Regions from separate parts of the Rattus norvegicus genome. Here region 2 is linked to region 1. The links are chromatin contacts, called in public Hi-C maps. All regions are on one chromosome and are shown on one strand. The core of a region is the stretch at or near the end of the contact, and the rest is flanking DNA. Distances in the headings are between cores, read along the strand shown.

Evidence for each region. Hi-C and Micro-C count contacts between places; a contact is called where the count stands out from the background.
Region 2: a Hi-C map of the A7r5 cell line shows a contact between it and region 1, with 6 times the contacts expected there. The contact joins the promoter of Abca15 here to the promoter of Rexo5 in region 1. A contact is called at or near these places in 5 of 12 Hi-C or Micro-C datasets (the A7r5 cell line, the Rat2 cell line, frontal cortex and 2 more).

Annotation. Positions count from the first base shown.
Region 1 is chr1:183,597,432-183,605,074 of GRCr8, forward strand. It overlaps Rexo5 (RNA exonuclease 5), which reads left to right and starts at 2,624. Exons shown (of 20, transcript NM_001079706.1): 1 at 2,624-2,700; 2 at 3,017-3,137; 3 at 5,748-5,860; 4 at 7,423-7,549. The coding sequence starts at 3,021. It overlaps Eri2 (ERI1 exoribonuclease family member 2), which reads right to left and starts at 2,555. Exons shown (of 9, transcript NM_001191114.1): 1 at 2,533-2,555; 2 at 1,091-1,158; 3 at 925-1,008. The coding sequence starts at 2,555.
Region 2 is chr1:184,116,461-184,123,169 of GRCr8, forward strand. Abca15 (ATP-binding cassette, subfamily A (ABC1), member 15) reads left to right here and starts at 1,557. Exons shown (of 31, transcript NM_001106293.2): 1 at 1,557-1,696; 2 at 6,035-6,115; 3 at 6,479-6,709. The coding sequence starts at 6,056.

The DNA of each region.
Region 1 (7,643 bases), core at 1,374-3,873:
ATTTATTTTTATTGTCTATTAATTATATACTTATTTTGAGGCAGAGCCTTTCTAGTCCTGGCTGGACTAGAAATTTATACAGACCAGTAGTTCTCAACCTGTGGGTCACATACCCTTTGGGGTTCAAATGGCCCTTTTACAAAGGTTGCATATCAGATATTTATATTATGATTCATAACAGTAGCACAATTTCAGTTGTGAAGTAGCAATAAAAATAATGTTATGGTTGGGGTCACCAAAACATGAAGAACTGTAATAAGGGGTCACAGCATTAGGAAGGTTGAGAACCAGTGATTTAGATTAAGCTAGTTTCAAACTCATAGAGATCCTCCTGTCTGTGCCCCGAGTACTGTGATTAAGGGTGTGTCCCACCACACCAGGCCTGAATATGTGAATCACCCTAAACACATACTGCTTTCATAACAGCATTATTAAACAATTAATTCCAGCAAAGGCTTACAGAATAACCAAAGCAGTGAGAAGCAAAGTTAGAATAAAGCCGTGCCGGAAATAAGTCAAAATGTCAAAGCACGTTTATTTTGTTTACAATTAAACATGAAGACATGAGTTAAATGTACTGTGTTATTGCAAAGCCAGTTTTTTCAGTTTTTATCTAATCAAAGTTTTAAATGTCATCTTAAAACAACTAGCTACTTTGCATAACACATTCAGGTATTTGGTATTTTATTCTTTTTTTTAGGTGAGTTTTTCTATTAAACTTCAAGCTTACAGCATCTGTTTTCTCACTGACTGGCTTATATCTAGAACATTTAAGACTCACGGTTGGGGTTGGGGATTTAGCTCAGTGGTAGAGTGCTTGCCTAGCAAGCGCAAGGCCCTGGGTTCGGTCCCCAGCTCCAAAAAAAAAAAAAAAAAAAAAGACTCACAGAGCACCAGCTTTGGCCACTGGCAATCCAAACTTACTTATTTCAGGGCTACTGTGGTGCTTCCCGTCATTCCAGCAGGTAGACTCAAAATCAACAACAATTAAGTAGTCATACAGCTGTCCTGCAAAAGACCGTGGTATTCAGAGGTCCTGTCCATGTTCCAAGAGCAAGGCTTCAAACTGCAAAGTAAACATGGGACTTACTGAATCTGCTTCCTCCTGGATTTCCACTTGCTGGTGTAACTGACTTTCTCCTAATTAATCCAAGCTGCCTAAAAATGCAAGACACAGGTAGATTAATAAACCCATTTACACTCCAGTTAGAATGCACTATCAAACTAATGGCCCTGAATAAGGGTGAAATCATCACTAATGTACTGCGAGTGGAATTGGGTGTAGGGGCACACACAGCTGTAAGCTCAGCAGTCAGCAGGCCAAGGCAAAATTGAATTTAAGAATAGCTTACAGCACATAGCAGGCCCCTGTCTCAAACAACAGCTGTGTGCTGACAGAAGGAAACTAGGGATAGATTTTAAGTCTTGGGTCTTTGTGCTAACTGCCATCCTCTCTTGAGTTTAGTGTCCATTTTACCTGAATGAGCTTCACAAGCAACTAATCTTATTGAGGAACTCAAATGACTGGAAAGATGCACTACAGAGATTTTGCTATTTTTGCATTTTCCAAGCCTTCGCTATGTTCTAAGGGGATGGAGCCTGTTCCTAAACTCTAAAAATCTAGGGGAGGAAGTAAGATTACCAGAGTACTACTGGAAGAATCTATGATAAAAGACTGCCAACAGTAATATACTGCAGTCCAAAGAAAGAAAGGTCCCAAATGTTGATGAACACAATTTTAACTAGGCAGACACCTGGAATAGCTACTTTGGCTATTTGAAAAAGACAAGATGTGCAGCCAATATAGGGATTTGGAACGAAAAACTAATATTTACTAGTCACTTTTTCAGCAAATATTAAACTAGGATGGTGATGTCTTTTAAACAATTTTAGGTGGAAGATATGTTTGCAACATGTATTTTATGCACGAGAAAAGTAAACAATTTGCCTAAAGATAGCTATAGCATGTTAACCTTTGATAAGACTTTTCACTCTTGAAACCCATGCTATTCATTAATACATCAGATAGGGGTTTGTTTTGGATCTGGTTTTGTTGTTTTGAGACGGTCTCACTATATAGCCCTAGCCTGCTTGAACAGCTCCATGTGGACACCGGCTGGCTTCCAACTTGCCACGCTGGTGTTGTAGGCCCCTGTTCCACTATGCCTGGCAAGTTCACACTGTGTCCACAAATGTCAAATGTGCACAGCGTATCCAAAAGACGAGAGAGTCTCTAGTAATTCTGACAATAAAACTGGACAAGGCAGGTCACTTGGACGCAGTAGGTGCGGTGGCACCAGTCTGAGTACAGTGTGCAGCGCTGTCACATACATTCCAGGCGTTCCCAGGGGCCATGAATTAACAGACCTGATAGAGCGCGCCACGCAGAGGACCGGGGTTTCTCGGACTCCTCCAACTTGGCGCGAAAGGCGAGTTGGAGCCCGAGACCGAGAAGACCAGGACCCTTTTCAGATCCAGACCAAACGCCTGCGGATGACCGCCGCCCACCCTGAGGGGAAACCCCTAGCGTACCGTGCCAGCCGCTTGGTCGCCATCCCGGACCTTACGTTTCGCAGAGTTCAACGGCCGGAAGTCGGACGCCCTCACTTCCGGTCTGTTTAAACGCGGGCGCGGCAGACGAAGCCGGTTCCTGTAGGGCAGCGGCGGCCCTCAGCAGCGGTCTGTGGGGCGTTGCCTAGGGTTGGTTCGGGACCTGGGGGGAGTGGACAGTCGCTTGTGGAGGGGGAGCCCCTCGCTCTGCGCAGGACGCGCCTCAGGGAGCGTTTCGAACTCCGCGACGCCTGAGACTGAGGAAACGCGGACTTATAGTCTGCACTGAGGGAAAAGGCGTAGGTCCGCGGCTTTTTCTATGAGAGCCAAGCGTAGTAAACTGGTTCGAGCTGCTTCGAGGGAAAAATAAACGGTCACGCCTCAACAGCGCTTCGCTGGAGAGCCGCTGGGACGCGGTTTCCTGGTCGCTGCGGGTCCTCAGCTCCACCTGATCTTTTCCCTACAGCCTGATGGAGCTAGAGGAGGAGGAGAACCCCAGGAAAAGGAAGGAGACCCCGAACTCGGCCTTGACTACAGAGCTGGATAGACCTTCGTGGGATGTTCAGGATCCAGAGCCTCAAGCCAAGGTGAGCAGAGGAGAGCTCCAGGAAACCTGCCCAAAGTCACTTGTGGCTAGGAGTCACTTTCTCCAGAAGGGTCCCTGCACAAGGATAACGGCTCACCCATTGACCTCACTGAACTCTGCTCTGTAAAATTGAGTCAACCGGATGCCACCTATCCTAGGCTCTACGGATAGTTTAAAACTGACAGTGTCTGGTACACAGAATATTCATTTAACAAATATTTATTAAGATCCGTATAACAGAAAATGTTCCAGGAATATTCATGTACACCTAAGCAGGATTCTCTGTTTTCATACAATATTTATGAAGAAGTAAAGTATGAATGGTCATTTTGATGGGGAATGTATCCTAGGGAAATGATTAGATGGATGAATGATATCAGTAATAGGATGTCCTAATATTTGTATTTTATAATGTTTCATCAAAAAGAGAATTTTTAATATATAATTTTTATTATACATTTAAAAGTGTATTTAGCCTGAACCATTTTCTCATGTTAAAGTTGTGGTTATATAATCGATAGGGAAAAAATTTAGATTAGGGTGGGGAGGTTATAAAGCAAATGGATGTAAAGTCCCTTGGGGAAAGGGTAGTACAGAGATGAAAAAAAGCTTCATCTTTGGGGTCTGCATTCCAGTTGTGCTTTTGTTACCCATTTCTTCATTTCTTTGTTATAAAATGGGAGCAGTGGTAAGTTCCCACTTAAAAGTTCTAAGAAATAATTTAGTACAAATAAATTTCTCAAAACTGTGTATGGCTAAGAGTTGGCAATGTGGCTCAATAGGTAGTAGAGGACTTGTCTTGCATGTATCCTGAATTAAGTCCCTAGAACAGCCACTCAAAAAAGTGGTTAATAGTAAATACTTAACCTTAGCCCAAGTTAGGGTTTCTATTGCTGTGATAACATGCCATGATCCCATGACCCAAAATCAAAGGGATTTTGTTGAGGGAAGGGTTTATCTCAGCCCTCATGTCCAAATCACAATCCTTCCTTCACTAGAATTCAGGACAAGAACCAGGAGGCAGGGACTGATGCAGAAGACAGGGAGGAGGCTTGCTCCTCAGGACTGGCTCAGCCTGCTTTCTTATACCATCTGCCAGGGGGCACCACCCACCATGAACTGGGCCTCCTATATGGATCATCAATTGAGAAAATGGCCACAGGCTTGCCTAGAGGCCACTTCTTTGGAAGGAATTTTCTCAGTTAAGATTCCTTCCTTTCAGATGACTATGTTGGATCACTTTGATATAAAACTAGCCAGCACAGCCATGAAGAAAGTAGCCATGATATCTGATATTTGTTAAGTACTTCAGGTGTGTTGGTGCCTAGCACTGATATATTCATAGCAATCTCTCACTGGTCCTCTCAATCTCACAAGATAGAAGTATAGTTATACACGCAGGTAAGAAGACTGTGTCTCAGAGTGGTTAAGGAGCTTGTCCAAGGTACTTTATGTCGGGTAATATGATGCTTGAACCCCTAAACATAATATCTGCAGTGTCCCAGAAAAAATAAAAGTAATAATTATCTGAGTTGTATAGGTGTTTATCTATTGTGAATTTATTTCACCTTTTTCTATTATCTGAGTCTTTTATAATAAGCAAAAACTACCTTAATAATCAGGCATAAGTATAAAACCTTTTCAATTTAAAATATATAATAGACAAATATTTAAACTTATTTTAAAAATTTGGCCTATAACCACTAATAAATTGTCAAATTTAACTAAAGCTTTGGTTTTAGTTAGATGTATCTCTTTTGGGAAAACATTCATCATCCATTCATCATCATTTTTTAAAATAAGTATGTGACAAAGCCTTTTTAAAGGAACCAGGGAGTTTCCCTAAATTTTCTGTTGCCACGGGATAAATCTGATTGTGATAGGTTAGGTGACCCTGATCTGTGATTTAGTTACTTTGTCTCGACTGTAACTGTCATGGCTTGCAATATTACAATTTTGGATCCAGCCAAGCCATACTAGATGGCATGGCTTGGCCCCAGAGTTTAAAAAGGCCATCACCAGAACTCCAACCCTTAGGCTACTAAAAGAAGCCATCACCAAAACTCTAAATCAGTGTTTCTCAACCTGTGGGTCCCAAACCCGTTTGGGACCCTTTCACAGGGGTTGCCTAAGATCACCTGCATATCTAATAGAGTAGAATTCATAACAGTAGCAAAATTGCAGTTCTGAAAATAATTTCATGGTTTTGGGGTGCACTACAACATGAGGAACTGTATTAAAGGGTTGCAGCATTAGGAAGGTTGAGAACCACTGTTGTAAACCCTAGGCCACTTGCTTCTATGTGTTTATAATAGTACTGGCCCCTGCAGTGGTTTTCCCTCCTGGAATAGAGTTCTTGAAAGCATGCATTTGGATAGTTATATTTTAATCATCCTACTGTAAGCATACAAGTATGCATAATACACAAACTGTACCAATGTTTATGAATATTCTAATAACATACTACAAGTAACTATTTTAGACCTTTATTTTCAATTCTTTAGAACAGATCTTGTGTTTTTGTCTATATTAAAATTATCAGAAACTTGATAATTGCCTTTTTACCATTTCTGAGCATTATGGCTTGCTGAATTCTAATTTGTCTTTGCAGAAAGCTCGCTTATCTACCATTTTATTTACTGACAATTGTGAAGTAACCCATAGACAGCTGTGTGAGTTGCTGAAGTATGCAATTCTGGGTAAATCCACTCTTCCTAAACCCAGGTATGAGATAAACCATGCATGGATCAGAGGTTTCACACTGGTTTCTAGAGGTCCACATGTATCTTGTTGACATAGATATAGATGGTCGTTAGATGACAGGTAGAGAGACAGATAGGGAAAAATTCAATAATACATAACAGATATAATGTGGAATTTTTGTATAAAATCTATATTGGTGATTTCTTTAAAAAGTTTAAAAGTCTAGCAACCAACTCTCTGTTTTCCCACCAGTCAACATCTTTGTCAAAGCTGAGTAGCAGTCTGTAGATAAGGGTGTGTATACTCTAGTGTCCTACCTGGTATACTTTATTCATTTTATCTCTCTGGCTGCTATAGATGCTGTAATTTGCTTCCCCTGGTGTGAACTTGATAGAAATCACATAACATTTTTTTTTAATTCTGGTTAGTCTTTTACTTTTCTTATAAAGAACAAAGAGACGGTATTATTCGAGTGCGTTCAGTGGTACTAGTGATGTGAAAATTAATTTTTTATGTATGTCTTAGTTAGGGTTTCTTTTGCTATGATGAAAAATCATGACGAAAGTAACTTGAAGAGGAAAGGGCTTATTTGGCATACACTTCCACATCATAGACCAGCACTGAAGGAAGTCAGGATGGGAACTCAAACAGGCCAGCACATGGAGGCAGGAGAGGTGCTTGTTATGGCTTGCTCAACTGCTTTCTTACAGATCCCAGCACAGTTGGCCCAGGGATGGTACCACCACAGTGGGCTGGGCCCTCCTCTGTGAATCACTGGATTCAGCTAGATCTTATGTTGAAAATCCTTCCTTTCAGATGACTCTAGCTTGTGTCCATTTGACATAAAACTATCATCACAATACCCATAAAGTTTTAAATGTATAACCTCCTCCAACAACCCCACTCCCAGACCCACACACCTGCAACCTGGTTTTATAAATTGTCTAGATTTCTTAGAACCATCTTCTTTGTCAAGAAATACTGCCATCTGGTGGGGCATAGTGGCACATATCTTTAATCTCAGCTAATTTAGGAGACTGAGGCAGGCAGATCTGTGAGTTTGAGGCTAGTTTGAATTACATAGTAAGTTCCAGGACAGCCAGGGCTATATAACAAGACCCAATCTCAGTGGATGGACGGGCAGACAAATGCATGCATGCACGCACGCCTGTCATTAGACTGAAGCCAGCCTAATGTGCTGCTTTTAGGAGGGGTTATATTATAGAATATGTTAGAGATAAACCTTTGTAAAATCAATTCTGATTTAAAATAGACTTTTAGGTGGAAGGAGAGAGCCATCTGCCATAGTTCTCTAATTTCCATTGCCACACAGAAGAACAGTGGATTAATTTATGAATGCATTTCATTTTACTTGACATTTGATTTGGATATAACAAATATTTATTACCAAGATTTTTATTAGAATTCTTTGAAGCAAAGACTGTCTTTGAGTTACAGAGCATTAGTGGTTGGTGAAAGGTTTCATTAGTTGTCAATCACTCTTTCGTACTTGTCTTCTGTAGGCCTCTAACTGTCTGAGAGCGTCATCTTAGCCATATTGGTTTGGTTTTTTTTCTCAACAGCTGGTGCCAGCTTTTACACCAAAAACAACTAAACAACGTGGTGGTTTTTATTCTGAAGGGAATGAGTCAGCTGCATTTCTACAGGTTCTATTTGGAATTCAGATTTCTCCGAAAGACATTCAGACATGTAAGATAAGAAAAATCTGTACTAAGGGCTAAGTTACATCCTCCCATCTTAAGACAGGGCATCAGTCTGGGAATATATTTCTCAACAACCAAGT
Region 2 (6,709 bases), core at 307-2,806, 520 kb after region 1:
GCCTTAGCAGCTTTCCTTGGGGTTTTCTCCGTATTAGAAAATGTGTGTGGAGGCTTCTCCTGTCCATCTTCATGACAGCATCATTGAGTCGCCTTAGGTCTGCGGCAAGTAGGTTTTGCTACTTATTTTTTGTCATTGGGAGATCGGCAGGTGCCCAAAGGTTTGACCAAGGCAACTGATGCATAGTCACTGTTTCCCCCTACAGACAAGATGCCAAACTACAATTTGCACAGGGAAAGTTTATCGATGGTATTTAAATGAACTCCCGGCACTATCGCCAATGAACGAAAACATCCAAGGAACAAGCACAGGGCAGCGGTGTCCACTCCCCAGTGTGGGGAAGGTCGTGAGCTCTAGACCCCAGTAGTTGCCCGAATTCTTTAAGCAGCAAAGCTCTTGAGTGCCTGCGCGCCCAAGCTGGCCGAATGGAAACAGCTGATGGGGCTGGGTTGTTGGCAGCCTCTCTCTCGCTGAGCACCAGACAGCTGCGGCCCTGATGGTCCTGTGTGCCCGGGTGAGGGGGCGGGGAGGCACGCCGGCCAAGCTGCTGCTGGCAGGTTGCCAGGTCAGAGCCAATTTAAAAAAAAAAAAAAAAAAGTGAATCAGAGGAGATCATCTTCTACAGTGTTCTTCCAGCGCCCTCTCCTGACAAGGTGTAAAGTCACATTAGTCCCCACTCCTTTTGGTACCAAAATCAAGAATAAAACCCTATCACGCATATCAAGCGTAGAGAACTTGCGGTACCTGTCAGAACTGTCAGAACTGTCAGAACTCAGAGACTCAGAATCTGTGACTCTAACATGAAGCTACACTGAAAGAGGGTATGAGAATGGGTAGAGCCAAGATGAGTGGGTATTCATGGACCTATATAGCACCAGGATATATGATACAGAGGTGGAGCCCACTGAGTGATTGACAGGACAGTCGATGAACCCAGATGAAGCAGGTGGAGAGTCTTCATAGCCCATAGCCGAGGGCAAAGGGCTCAGGCAACTCCTGTACCCGGGTTCACGGTTAAGTCAGTGAGGACTTGGAACTAAGAGTGGATAGATATCCCAGACTGGGAAACGGCATAGAGACAGAGAAACAGAAAGATGGACAAGGTGGAGGGAAAAAGGAGGGAGTGGGTGAAACACCACACTGCTGGGGTTGTGGACAAGGCAATCCTACGTGTGGAAAGGAAGAATGGTGCGTAGTGGACTGAATGATAGGCGTTGCTGAGAAGAATTTGGAACAAGCCAGGATCTGGGCTGGGCTCTGTGCCAGGGCTCTCTGGCTCCAGGTTGGGTTTGCTAACTCTAGTGAAGACCTGCAGCTCCCCACGAGCCCCCACCCACTACGTGCTATGTGGGGAACAGGAGAATTATATGGTTTTGGTATCTGCTCCGTGATCCTTCTGCTGTGTTGGCTCCCCCTACTCCCAGCCCATTCCCCAGCACGTGCCTCTTTTCTCTCGCACCTGACTCTTCTCAACGGTCCACAGCACTGGCACGTGCCTCGGGTCCACCCATGACTGCCCTTTTAATTCGTTGCACGAGATCCGGGGCCATGACCTTGGAAGAAAGAGCGCTGCCCTGCAAGACGGTTAGCTAAGGCCTTGCTTGTGTGCAGGAAGAGCTTCCAGAACTGGGCAGTCTGATGCTCTCCAGTGGATAAGGCGCTAGTGGTTTAAGGTTGCGAAATTGGAGCAGTAGTGGTGAGTCTTCCCTTGTGTGTCTGCTGCTCTCACACTGCTTTCAAATATTCTGGGAGCTCAATTTCCCTTTCTCGCTGCTTCTCTCGCCATTTACCATTGTCCTATTTAAGGAATGGGGATAATGTCAGAACCACAGCTCAGGGTGTAAGGTCACCAGAGGTTAAAGGTAAAAAGGCAGGATGCCCTGTCATTGCTCCTGAAGTTGTGGATCAACCAGATCTACACAATGAGACCCTGTCTTAAAGGGAGGGAGGGGATTAACCCCACATTTCTCCTTTACCCAGAACACAGAGTAATGAGATGACTGGGCTGTGTACGATGTGGTTGCAATGGCTCCTGAACTTCACCCTTGCGCTCATGTAGTTTTATTCTTGTTATTCTAGTTCCCTGATGTACTGTTAAGTTGTTTCTCTGAAAGTCTGGGGTGTAAAGTTTAATCCTGTAAGCTTTCCTGATAGAGTGATTATTTTACTACATCTTTTAAGTTTAGCATGTTTTTGCCATTCCCATTTGTCTCATGATATTAGTAATTGTTTTCTTTGAAAAAAAAGTCTTCATTTACTCTTTTACTCAAAAGAAGCATGGTGTTTAATTTCCATATACCTGTGAATTTTCTAAAAATACTACCTTTTATTTATATCAAACTTTCCTAACACCATGATCAGAAAAGACACCTGATGCAGGCTCAGGCTCCATGAGCACCTGTCCCAGCCTCTTGAGGAGTTAAAATTACAAGCATGTGTCAGCAAGCTTGGCTTTGTGTCTGTTTTAACCAACACAGCTACTTCTGTACTCTTTTGGTTTCCATTAGCTTGGGGTGTATCTTTAATACTATTTTTATTTTTATTTATGGCCATGTGATGCATACACACAATAAATTTAAAGACAGTAGTAGAGATTTTTTTCTAGTAATAATAATATAAGTCTACTCAAGCATCATTTTTCCAGAGAATGTGTCTGTGTGTGTCTCTCTGTGTGTGTGTGTGTGTGTGTGTGTGTCTGTCTGTCTGTCTGCCCCCTCTGTGTGTGTGTGCATGCGTGTTTCTCTCTCTCTCTCTCTCTCTCTCTCTCTCTCTCTCTCTCTCGCTCTCTCCATACTAACTGGGCCCCTGATTTGATTGCTGTGCCTGAATCTGGATTATAGTCCCTGGAACTGCCCATCTCTTTCAGATTCATCCTCACTTTAACATCAAGGCTTTAATCTGATCACTCTCCAGCTCTTCTCCTCAGAGCTCCCTCCTCCCAAATTCTTGTCAATTGTGCAAGTTCACTGATAGAGGTGCTACTCCCAGTGGTAGGAATTTGGATCTAAATAGCCTAGTTTCAAGTAGGGCGAGGGGGTTGTTGAGAATTGCCTGTGTGAATGAAAATTCCTGAAAAAAAATTGCTCTATAAGCAACAATAACAACAAAATCCTCTGGGAAGGAGTCTGTGTTTGCAGAGACTGATGGGCCAGCTGGGATTTAAATACTGTGGAGAGGCCAGAATTTTGTAGGTGCAGAAGCTAATTACCTTAATCTTGGGCTAGTTTTAGCTTCAGGCACAGCCATGCTTGTATCTAAACTAACACTTCATGACAATAAATGAAAACCTCTCAGAAGCTATTAGCACAGCAGCTCACTAGCTTCCAACAGTGCAGGAGCCAAGATGCCATCAGGTAGCAGAGCTTATACAATGGTTCTCTGCACCTTGTTGGACACACCCCTCTGATGTGCCCACCATTGCACTTAAAAGTTACCATCCACGATTTATGACTTTCACTGTTCTCTAAAGCTACAAAACCCCTGGAAATCGCCTCCACACTCAAACATGAAATTTGGGGAGCCCCAATCTGTGTTCTGGAACCATGGTCACTCATAATGACTCCAGAATAAACTATCTTTTATTCCTGTTAAGATGAGAGCTGTGGTTTTAATGTCAACCCCTGCTGTGCCATCCATGGCGTGAGGACTGGATTTCATTGTCTCCCCAATTATACGTGTGTACCTAGTATAAACATAGGATAGATATAATGTTCATGTTCGTTAAATTTAAGAGTTTCCTTGTATTTCATTCTAGCTGCTATGACAAAATTCATAGACTATATGGCTTATAAATTGCAGAAGGTTTTGGTGAGATTTTGGAGGCTGGAGTGCCAGCAGATTTGGTGTAATGTGAAACCCCTTTCCTGACCCACGGGTGTCTCTAATATGTTTTTACATGACGGGGGATGAGGTGAGAGCCTGTCTCTGGGGCTTCGTATGCAGGCATCAACCCCACTTATATTCCCCCTAAAGTCCCTATTTCTAAATGACATCACCTTGGCTGTTAGGATATACACAAGTTTGCTAGAGACATAAACACAAATGCTCACACAAACACAAATGCTCACACAAACACAAATGCTCACACAAACACAAATGCTCACACAAACACAAATGCTCACACAAACACAAATGCTCACCACAACCATCCCCTAAACACTGTTATTGGCAGTAGATACTCCCAAACCTGAAACTTTGAATAACAAACTAATTCATCTTTGCTCTCTGTGTGACATATTTTTAGATATTAGAATTGGCACAGATGCTGACTACATTACAATGTAGGGATAACGGACTACTTCTGTATTTCAATGCTTATTGCCATTTTAAAGATGTATTAGAAAATTAAACTGACACAACTTGTAGTTTACTTGGCTAAACGCACATGCTACTGGAGAAGGTTTCTTTCTTTCTTTCTTCCTTTCTTTCTTTCTTTCTTTCTTTCTTTCTTTCTTTCTTTGGTTTAAAACTTTATTTTGTTTTTTGAGAATCTTGAGCAATGTATCCAGATTATAGTCTCCTCTCCACCAACTCCTCCCATGTCTACTCCCCCTCCTCCCCTTCCCTACTTACCCAGCATTGTCCTTTCTAAAGGATTTTTGTTTGTTTGTTTGTTTTTGGTTCATTGAGCAGTTTATGCTGTCCATATATTCTTGTCTGTGTGGTCTTCCACCAGGGCATTGTTGATGTACCAGGGGCCACACTTGCTCTCTCACGATGTATTGGTTGCATAGGGGTTAGTACTGTGACCTCCCCTCTCATGCTGGGATCTGACCTAGCTTGAGCTTTACCAGGTCTTGTGCTTGTCGTCATAACCACTGTGGGTCATGTGTGCAGATGTCCCCTGGTGCCAGAAGATACCGTTTACTTGGGCTGTGCACTGTCTCTGGTTCCTATACTCTATAACCCTTCTCCCACAGTGATCCCTGGCCATTTTGGGGGTAGTGTGTATGATACAGATGTCTCATTTCAGGTTAAGCATCAGCAGTCTCCTAGTCTCTGTACTTCCGTAATTTCTAGGTCTCTGTGTTAACCACTATTTACTGAAGGAGACGCTTGTCTGAGAAAGATTAGGAGATGGATTAATAATCTATTAATTCTATGTCCATCTAGAAGAAGAATAATAGTGCGTTCTCCCTGAGGGTCCTGCCTAACCATTGGCTTCTTGGCCTGATAATTGTGAGAGGTATAGATTTCATTTTCTGGTGAAAGACTTAAATCAATCACTGGTTGATCCCTTTGTGGTGCAATTGCACCAGTGGGCATATCTTGCCAGGCCAGTCATTATGGTAGCTTATGAAGTTCATAGCTGGGTACAACTGGTGATAACTTTTCTCATCTGTTAGCACCAATAGCATTTTGGAACACTGTGAAAGGTAGGCAGTTAGGAATGAAGCTTCTGGGTGAGAACCAACTTGATTTTTTTTCATGTTCTCTGACTTAAAGGTACAGTGTATTCAGCAGTAAGGTCTTATAGCCAAGTTCTGGAGTGTGCCAATAGGATCAGCAATTGGCAATAGCCTTTAATGTTTAGGGGGAGATCTATGGGACCACACTGACCAATAACTCCAAAAGTGTTAAACCATTCTTAGCACTGTAATTTTTGTTAGATTTTGGAATCTAGTAGGGGTATTGTACAATCCATTTTGAGATAATTTCATTTTAATTCTCTCTCTCTCTCTCTCACTCTCACTCCCTCCCCCCCCGTGTGTGTGTGTGTGTGTGTGTGTGTGTGTGTGTGTGTGTGTGTGTGGTATGTGTGTGTGTGTGCTCCTATATGACTTTCCTAAAGGTCTTTGCAGTTATTTATCTCTCCCTATCTTTTGCCCTCCCACCCTCTACCCAAATTTAACCCTTCCTTACCCAATATTCCCCTTTAAATCTTTATATCACTGAGTTCTCTCTCCTGTCTATTGAAACTTCTCCCTTCCAAATTTCCTGACCTCTAACCCGTATTCCAAATAAAATATGCATATCTGAAGATATAGATAATCTTAATTTTCTTCTCTTTAAAAACCACTTTTAATTCCTCCAGAGTTGAACTCTGTTCAAAACAATGGCTTCACCAGCATCAAAAAAACTTTTGCTCCTTCTGTGGAAGAACTTTACTTTAAAGGTAAGCTGAACTCTGCACAGTATTGTTGCAACAGCTCAGAGATGGCCAGGGGGTAATTCTCACATCGTAATGGCTGCCTTTGATGTTATACTACTTAACTTTTCTTAGTTCCGGGGTTGGGTCATTCTCTTCTTAACATAGGACCTACACAGAGTGAGGTAATAGCAGAATGTCACATAGGAGAGAGAAAGATGACAGTCTTTGAACTTCTGTCTGTCATACAGTAAAGCTATGCATATTGGTCACCCATGTAATCTAAATGAGTGAAGTAACTTCTCAGCTTAATACATACACATAGCCATTTACTAAATCAACAACCCTTGGGAAAACTAACATAATATTATCATTCTTTAACTTTTTTAGAGGCGGAAGTTTGGGGCTTTAGTTACTGAGATAATCCTGATGCTTGCGTTCAGCATTGTGCTTTTGACAACACGCCACCTTCTTAGCATAAACAAGATGGAGTCCCTGCATTTTCCTGACCAACCTGTCGGTGCTGTTCCTTTCTTCTTCCGAGTCTCTGCCAACAGTTCTCGTCCTTGGGAGCTGGCTTATGTGCCTTCCAACATCACGGTGGTACACAATATTGTCGAA